Linked DNA regions of Anser cygnoides: region 2 is linked to region 1. Evidence: chromatin contacts called from public Hi-C data. All regions are on one chromosome and are shown on one strand. The core of a region is the stretch at or near the end of the contact, and the rest is flanking DNA. Distances in the headings are between cores, read along the strand shown. Region 1 holds the start of DISP1 (dispatched RND transporter family member 1). Region 2 holds the start of TP53BP2 (tumor protein p53 binding protein 2).

The links. Hi-C and Micro-C count contacts between places; a contact is called where the count stands out from the background.
Region 2: a Hi-C map of liver shows a contact between it and region 1, with 2.3 times the contacts expected there. The contact joins the promoter of TP53BP2 here to the promoter of DISP1 in region 1. A contact is called at or near these places in 2 of 7 Hi-C or Micro-C datasets (both in liver).

The regions. Positions count from the first base shown.
Region 1 is chr3:23,940,144-23,944,391 of Taihu_goose_T2T_genome, forward strand. DISP1 (dispatched RND transporter family member 1) reads left to right here and starts at 2,283. Exons shown (of 9, transcript XM_066993688.1): 1 at 2,283-2,420.
Region 2 is chr3:24,309,272-24,313,519 of Taihu_goose_T2T_genome, forward strand. TP53BP2 (tumor protein p53 binding protein 2) reads right to left here and starts at 2,229. Exons shown (of 18, transcript XM_048057482.2): 1 at 1,855-2,229. The coding sequence starts at 1,881. LOC136790354 (a long non-coding RNA gene) reads left to right here and starts at 2,229. Exons shown (of 2, transcript XR_010830121.1): 1 at 2,229-2,820; 2 at 4,062-4,248.

The sequences.
Region 1 (4,248 bases), core at 1,033-3,532:
CTGAAAATGAAGTCGGGTTATCTCAGTTCTCCTTTCTTTTCCTTTCTTCTCTTTTGCAACTGTTGTTTGATGAAGTGATTTAATTAGTTACCGAGAACAGAATAACCAGAAGTAAATAACTGCAATATATATATACATATACACATAGATATGATTCGTGTTATTGATTTTAAATTATATAAAAGTTGTGTTCGAATGTAATGCTATAAAATAAATATATGAAAAGATACATTTATAAAATTGATATATATGTATATGTTATTAATTTATAATGATACTTTCTATCAGAGCCATCTTTCAGTTTCCAAAATATGTTAGTTATGGCAAATTGATCTGACGAGGAGGAATCCCATTAGTCACTTCTTTTCCAAAGTTGAACACTAGATGGCACTGGAAGACAGGAGCTGAGAACTGTAAATTTTATTTTATTTTTTTAATTTCTCGAGGTTCCTGTACTTCAATGGAGGATCACTGAGGCATAAATAATATTCTGTAGATATATTTTGTGAGTAAAAAAAAAAAAAAAAAGGAAGGTGTCACATGAATTACAGAATTATACCAGATGACTGAGTAGTCAGTCACTTGAGCCTAGAGAAGAAATCAGCACAATTAGAGATTAAGTACCAGAATGTGGTATTAAGTGACAAGACCTGACAGCAGGGTCCCTCTGGAGCAGGAGGGGCTGAGCTCTACTCTTCCACTTGTTCTTGCTGCTTCACAGGAAGATCTCTTCTTAAATTCACTTGCTCTTTCCCATTTACTGTTGCATTCCTGGCATGCTGCTTCAAGCCCGAGTCTTGACAGAGTTAAATATGTCAACTTTCACAGCATTTTTTGTCTGATCAAGCACAAGTTATTGGGCTGATACAGCAGATGTTGCTGGCATTTAGGATGAAATCTGAGCCAGAATGCAGAATTATAATGAGCCTTTAATAAAAACCATGTTGAGTGAAGAGGGAGAGGGAGGGAATCAGTGTCTCTGACTCAGGCTGCCAACCCTGACTCCCAAACCCTGGGTGTTTCACATGCTTCAGAGTGACCTTTAAAGAACCAATTATTCTCACAAAGGGATTAAAACCTAGCAGCCTGTCGTGTGCAAGGGATCACTGCAGATTTTCTAGTATTTTGTTCTGGTCTTAAAAATCATGAATATGTAGTTTTACATCAACTGCAATAGTAAGCCCTCAAAGGTTAGGCAATACCATGTCTGCGAGTAACAATGGAACTGTATTTTGGCCCATTCTGTGTGCTAAATGAGGCAAAGATGCTTTTGGACGAAACGGGGCATGATCATGCAATTAAAAACTAACACACATGTGCAAGGCAGCACAATTATGACTGTGGCAAGCTTTTCCTGGGATTTCAGCACTTGATTTGTTTATCCAGATGCTCCTTGCTATGTGTAATTTCATATACACTACTAGGTGGTGTTTGTGTGTGTGTTTTTGTTGTTTGTTTGTTTGTTTGTTGTTGTTGTTGCTTTTGAAAGAGTACATACAGTGTGACTCTTCAGGCCCCGTTGTGGTGGGCAGAGAAGGGATTTGTGAAGATGAGTTATATCTGGAAGGAAACAGCCCTGGGATTGTTGGGGATTTGGCTGCTGGATCCATGACCAAGGGTTGCCCAAGCTAACCAAGGGCCCTCATCACGGCTTTTTTATTCCTGCTCTTCCCAACATCTCTGACATGTTCCCTGTCTCACCATGGTGTGAAGGTCCCTCTGAGACCAACCCCAGTCTGAGAGACTTGGTCTCATTTCTTTACTTGAAATTCCTCAGGAAAATCCCATGTCTTCAGATGGTAAAATTACATTCTTTTCCTCGTGGTAATTTTCTTACTGAAAAAGCATTCTTTTAACCCCTGGTATGACTTTCCATCTGTTTAGATCTCTGCTTAAAACTGTGAATGTTATAGCACACTGAGATACCCTTTCTTGGGAGAATATTAGAAAACAACTATTTACGCGCACCTTGTGGCATGCTGTTCCTATTTGGTGCTTTACGCTTGCCGCTCCGACAGAAAAACTCACGTCAGGCTTTTGCTTCAGAACCATGTTCCTTCATTTTTATAGGTATTGGGTAAGTACTTGAGGGCAGCCCATGAACTGATAGACTCGCGGCCTATTTTTTTTTTATTATTTTTTGTTTTTTCCTTGGGTCGCCGCGAACCCCAAACTGTCGAGGGCGTCAGCTCCCCCCCCTCAGCGCGCCCCGCGCCGCACTCAAGATGGCGACCGGCAGCCGCCGCGCTCAACATGGCTCCCCGCCCCGCGCCCGCCCCGCTGGCGGTGACTTCCGTCCGTCCCATGGTAACTGCGCCACGGCGGAGACGCCGCGGATCCCCCTCCCTTCCTGCCGCGACACCGGGCTCAGGCGGGGCGGCCGCGGCTGCCTCGGGGACCCCGCCGCGGGCAGCCCACAGGTAGGCGCCGCCGCCCTCTCCCCTCAGCGCGGAGGGAGGGGAGCCCGCCGGGGCGGTGCCGGTAACGGCCGCGTCAGCGCAGCTGGCTGCGGGGGCGCCGGCGGCTCCCGCCGCCCTCGGTCTGTCCTCGGGCAGCCGGTAAAGCCGATTCTCTTCAGGAGCGGGAGGAAGAGTTAGCTGCAGTTACTTGAGGCGTGCGTCTGTAGGGCGTGCGTGTTTTAAGTGAACAAAGGCTGTCTGATCAGAATTCCCAGTAGCCTGTTGAACAGCTGTAGAACTGCCGGCTTTGACAAATGAACAAAAGAGCTCCTGTTACAAACCTGTAAAACAGTAACGAGGCATTTAGGATCCTAGTGCATCCAAATTATCAATGGGCTTGTTATTAAACGTGCTCAGATTTAAACGTGTGGACTGGTAGAACTGCAAGAGAAGAAGGGGGCAAGGAAAAAGTTGGGACAGGTGAGGACGCAGGATCTTTTTGAGAGAGAATTCCTAACTGGCCAAAGGGACAGGAGCCAGAAGCAGCCAGCCTGCAGTTGTGGAAGAGATCAAGTGTGAAACAAACAAGGGGGATAACTTGTCATTTGCAGTGGGGAAATGTTTATTAGAAAAATATAGATACTTTAAATATTAGCATTTATAGGCTTTTGCTGTGACTACTTAAGTTTGTGGTAACTAAATTGTTGTCTGTAACAAATAATGTTTATAAACGTTTACTCAAAGGAAAATATATAATAAATATAACTTGTGTTACTTTAGTTTTCCAGCAGCTCCTAGCAGCTGCAGCTAGTATTTAGAAGATGCAGTGCTGATTGCTGAAGGTACACATGAACTGAGATACAAATTAATAAGTTTAACCACCACCACCAAAAAAAAAAAAACAACTTAATGCTTTACTTAACATTAAACTGGAAGCTTACCCAACACAGCAGCCTTTGCCCCAAGCATTCTGTTTAGGGACAAAAATGTATGCCATGGCTGTTGTATTAGGTATTTTAGAAATCATTAAGTAAAAGGCAAACCTGAATTGTACAGGAAGATATCCTGCTTTACAGTGAAGTGAGCAATATCCTGTAGTAATATAATAGCCTAATTTGAGAATACTGTTATTTTGAGGCTGAAAGCTTAAACGTGTCGCATCAGTTAAAAGCAGGTGGATGTTGAAATGAGGGCCTGATACTGTAGTGGTGCAAAATATGGAAGACCACATTAGGATCTGAGACTCTATAGCATAAATCAGGAAGCTTTTTTCCATTTTGGGGCCATTGTCTGTATGTAGGAAGTAAAATGCGGCCGTTGGGTTTTTCTTTTTTTTAATCTGCTTTTGAAAATCACTAGAGCAGATTTAAGGCTGTTTCTGCGTTATAATTTGATAAACCACCAGTGGTTGTTCACCTGCTCTGAGCCTGGAGGAGAGTCGTGCTGGTTTGGGCTTTCCTGCGTGTACACCAGTGGCTTTGCCTTTTCTGGCTAATTAGTTGATGAGACATGACTTCAGGAGGAAGCTTGCTTGTTCTTAATTTTAAAGCATTGCTGAGAAAGTAGTTTTTTTTCTTTAACTGGCTTTTCTTTTTCCCTTACCTCTTCTTTCTGAATCTGCTACTGTTACCAAGTCCTGATTCTGTTGGAGAAAGCCACGTGAAGCTGTTTTTGACTGATCAGAGCATTACTGTAGCAGGAACAAAAGATGTTGATAGGGGGAGAGCAGTCCCAAAGGGCCCTGAGAAGAAAGAGATGGAATTCAGCTTAGTAGCCTCCAAAAAAATCTTCTCATAGAAGAGGTGAAAAATAAGACTATAAAAGAACAAAGGTAAAAAGAACATGTGAA
Region 2 (4,248 bases), core at 979-3,478, 370 kb after region 1:
TTAGGCACCCTACAGCCAACGGACCAGAAAACTTTTGAAATACCCTTTTGTACTCTAATTGTTGGAAACCATAACTCTCTGAAGACTATACCAAAATTCAATTTGTTTGGGTTTTCAGTTTGATTTGGTTTTGGTTTTTTGTTTTGTTTTGAAATAGGTGGATTAAAGTAGTAATATTCATAACACTTGTGTTTTTAATTCCTGTAGTCACATTCAACTTTCGCCAATCTTTTATTATCCACAGTAAGTGCGATGTGAAAAGGCTGTATCCGTCCCTTTGTTTAGGGGTTAAAAACCAGAATCACTAATGAGTTGAGTCATCTGCCAAAGAAAAGCCTGAGCCACAAGGGCAGTGCGTGCTCTGGAACTTGCCACCTGCCCGTGCTGATGGGCTAACACTGCTCCTGCTTGTTTTCTCCCTTATTTGAGCTCAGTGGCATGGAACTGGCCAGTAGCAGCACCTCTTGGAGGTTTTGATTTTATACAAGGGTGCCTACCTAGCTCGGTTTCGACGTGGGTTGAATTAACACCTCGTTATACTTACTGCTTGTTTTCTTTTGAGTTTTCACGTGTAGACAACACCACAGTTGCACAACACGTTGGCTGTTTCACCTGCAGTTAAGCTCATATTTTGTCTGTTCCTCCCTCATCAGTTACAGCAATAAAGTCACCCAGCCCAGTCTTCGGTGTTCCATGCGATTAAATTATCACTCATTATTTCCTCCTAATTGCGCAGGAAGAACCTCACGCCGATAGTAAAACAAGGAGGTCACAGCATCCCTGCAACACCCTTGCCCTTACAGCACGGATTCTTCACCTCCTGGTACAGACAGATCATCCTTCGCCGGCTTCAGCCAGCTCCTGGGAGAGTTAAAATGGAAATACCCTTTAATAAAGGGGTGCTCTTCATGGGCTAGCTCTGCCTGCAGAGCTACTAGCTGCCGGCAGCTGTAAGGCAGGCCGTGCCGCCGGGGGGGGGGAACATTTTGAAGCACCCTCAACTCGGACTAAGCGGGTGTTGAGCTCGCTGACGGTTTCTGTGCGTTTTTTTTAACCTCTCAGAACAACACGGACGCACTCGGAGACAGGCACCTGAAACGCTAAGTACCCTGTGCCGTCGCCTTTACGCATTTTGCGCCGAGGATCGCACGAAGCCGTCGTGCCGAGCTTCCGTCCAACGACAGCTGGCTGGAGCGGCGTGCTTTCAAAGCCCACCCCGCAGCTCCCCCAGGGACGCGGTGCTCCCCGTCCCTCACGGGGTGCCCGCACAGCCCCCCCGGCACCGCGGCCCGGCCCCGGGAGCGCCGCCTCACGCCGCCGCCAACATGGACACCATCTTCCGCCGGGAGCTGGGAGACAAAGCCACCCCCCGCCGGCAGACGCGGCACTTTCCGAGCCAACTTTTAACAACTTTTATCACAAGATTTATTACTTGTTTTTTTTTTTTTTTTTTTAATAAAGCGAACAATAAAGCAGCGTGCAGAGGCGCCCGCTCACGACGCGGCCAGCAGCCCCGGCGGGACAGGAGGGGCGAGGGGGGGGGAAAAGTTTGCGCGCGGTGCGGGGCCCGCTCCCTCCCCCGGTTGCCCCCCGGCGCTGGCTCCGCTCCAAAAAGCCCGTCTAACGAGTCGGGCCCAGCGCGAAAGAGCAAGAAAATCTGGAGAGAAGGAAGAAAAAAAGACACCGAAAACACAAAGGAAGAAAAGCAGAAGGGGGAGGGGAAGTCCCTGCCCGGGGCCGAAGAGGGGAGGGGAGGGGAGGCAGGGTCTCCCGGAGCCCCGCGGGATCCATTTTCTCCCCCGCTCCAACTTTCCCCCGGAGCGGCGCCGTCCCCCGCGCCCTCCCGGCACTCACCGGCATCATCTTGGAGCCGAACCGCATGGGGGCGGCCGGTGCCGGCCCCGCCGCCCGGAGCGGGAGACCGCCGAGCTGGGAAGCGTAGGGCCTGCGCTGCCGCCGCCGCCGGGACGCGCGGGGGGAACCTGTTGCGGGGCCGCCCTGCCCGGCTTCGCTGCGCCGCCCGCCCGCTCCTCCGCTTTGTTCCGCCCCCGGCTCCGCTCCGAAGCGAACCCCGAGCCGGCGAGGAGGAGCCGCCGCGCCGTGCAGCGCCCCCCCGCCTCGCCTCCCTCCTTCCCTCCCTCCCGCCTCCGGGAGGGGCCGAAAGTCCGGGAAAGCCGCGTTCGTTCGGGCTGCCCGGGGCGAGCCCGTGAATGTTAGATCGGCTCGGGGGGTAGAAGTTCGGCTCCCCGGGGGCGCCGTGCGGAGGGCTCGGAGGAACGGCGGGCAGCGCCGGCAGCCGTCGCGGGGCCCGGCAGGGGAACCGGCTCCGGCTGCTCCTCCTACTGGTGTTCAACCTTCCCCGTAACGAGACGGGGTGGAGGAGGACCAGAAGTTCCCGGGTGAGGGGAGAACAAAACCCAGGCCGAATTTGTATAAACGTTTATTTTCTAAAGCGGTTAAAACAAGGCGCCCCGCGCCCGGCCGGAGGGCGGCGGGGCCCCGCGGCGTCGGGGTTGGGGCCGGGGTTGGGGCCGCCCGCTGGGCCCCGTCCCCCTCTCTCCCCGCCCGGCCCCGCTGCCAGGGCCGGCCAATGAGGCGGCGCCGCCAGGGCCATGACATCACCTCCCGCACCGCCCATTGGGCGCCGGGTGACACCAGCCCCACGCCCGCCGAGGGAATGGAGCCCCGAGGGGTGCGCGCGGTGCTCCCGGTGTAGGTCCGGGTCCTGTGAGGCGCGGGCTGCGAGGGGGGCTCGCGGTGCCATCTGGCAGCGCGCTTCGGAGAGCAGCTTCCCTCCCGCAACGCTCAGCGGGTTTGCAGGTGAAATAGGGTCACGGAAACGGAGAGGGAGAGGGGAGGGGAGGGGAGGGGAGGGGAGGGGAGGGGAGGGGAGGGGAGGGGAGGGGAGGGGAGGAGAGGACGAAAGGAAAAGGAAAGACAAAGAAAAGAAAAGGAAAAGGAAAGGAAAAGGAAAAGAAGGAAAAAGAAAAGGAAAAAGAAAGACAAGGAAAGGAAAAGGAAAAAGACAAGGAAATGAAAAGGAAAAGGAAAAAGACAAGGAAAGGAAAAGGAAAAAGACAAGGAAAGGAAAAGGAAAAGGAAAAGGAAAAAGAAAGGAAAAGGAAAAGGAAAAAGAAAGGAAAAGGAAAGACGAGGAAAGGAAAAGGAAGGCAAGGAAAAGGAAGACAAGGAAAGGAAAAGGAAAAAGACAAGGAAAAGGAAAGATGAGGAAAAGGAAAAGGAAAGACGAGGAAAGGAAAAGGAAGACAAGGAAAAGGAAAGATGAGGAAAAGGAAAAGAAAGACGAGGAAAAGGAAAAGAAAGACGAGGAAAAGGAAAAGGAAAGACGAGGAAAAGGAAAGACGAGGAACGGAAAAGGAAGACAAGGAAAAGGAAAGATGAGGAAAAGGAAAAGGAAAGACGAGGAAAAGGAACAGGAAAATAAAGACGAGGAAAAGGAAAAGGAAAGACGAGGAAAAGGAAAAGAGACGAGGAAAAGGAAAAGGAAAGACGAGGAAAAGGAAAGACGAGGAAAAGGAAAGACGAGGAAAAGGAAAAGGAAAAGGAAAGACGAGGAAAAGGAAAAGGAAAAGGAAAGACGAGGAAAAGGAAAGACGAGGAAAAGGAAAGACGAGGAAAAGGAAAGACGAGGAAAAGGAAAAGAAAGATGAGGAAAAGGAAAAGGAAAAGAAAGATGAGGAAAAGGAAAGATGGGGAAAAGGAAAAGAAAGACGAGGAAAAGGAAAAGAAAGACGAGGAAAAGGAAAGATGTACCAGAATCGTTCTTTTTCTCTCTGTGAGTGATCTGCTTGGTCTGAACTACAGAAACTTGCAAAAGCAGAAAGGTGTTACAGACAATAGTTGTAGTGATGGTAAGTAGAAATAAATATCATCAGCATTTCTTGCCCTTAGTCTTTTCATACGATGGATCAAGGCGGGAGGCTGGGAGACACTGCTGTATTTCATGCCTTCACCACGCTACTCCAAAACTTCAGTTAATTTTCTCAGAGCAGTATCTAAACAATTTTAACAGTAACTTCTCACACTCTTTTCTTCTTCAGTGTGCCTAAAACTGTCTCCAGACCAGTCTTCTTTTACAGTCCCTGACACAACCATGAGAATTATCAAACAGCAGACATCAGACGACATCTCTTTGTAATATCTTGTAATCATTTGCAATATCTTGTAAACTTTTTTATTATTATTATTTTTAAATGCTGTGCCTGTCAGTGGTTTATATTGCTATAA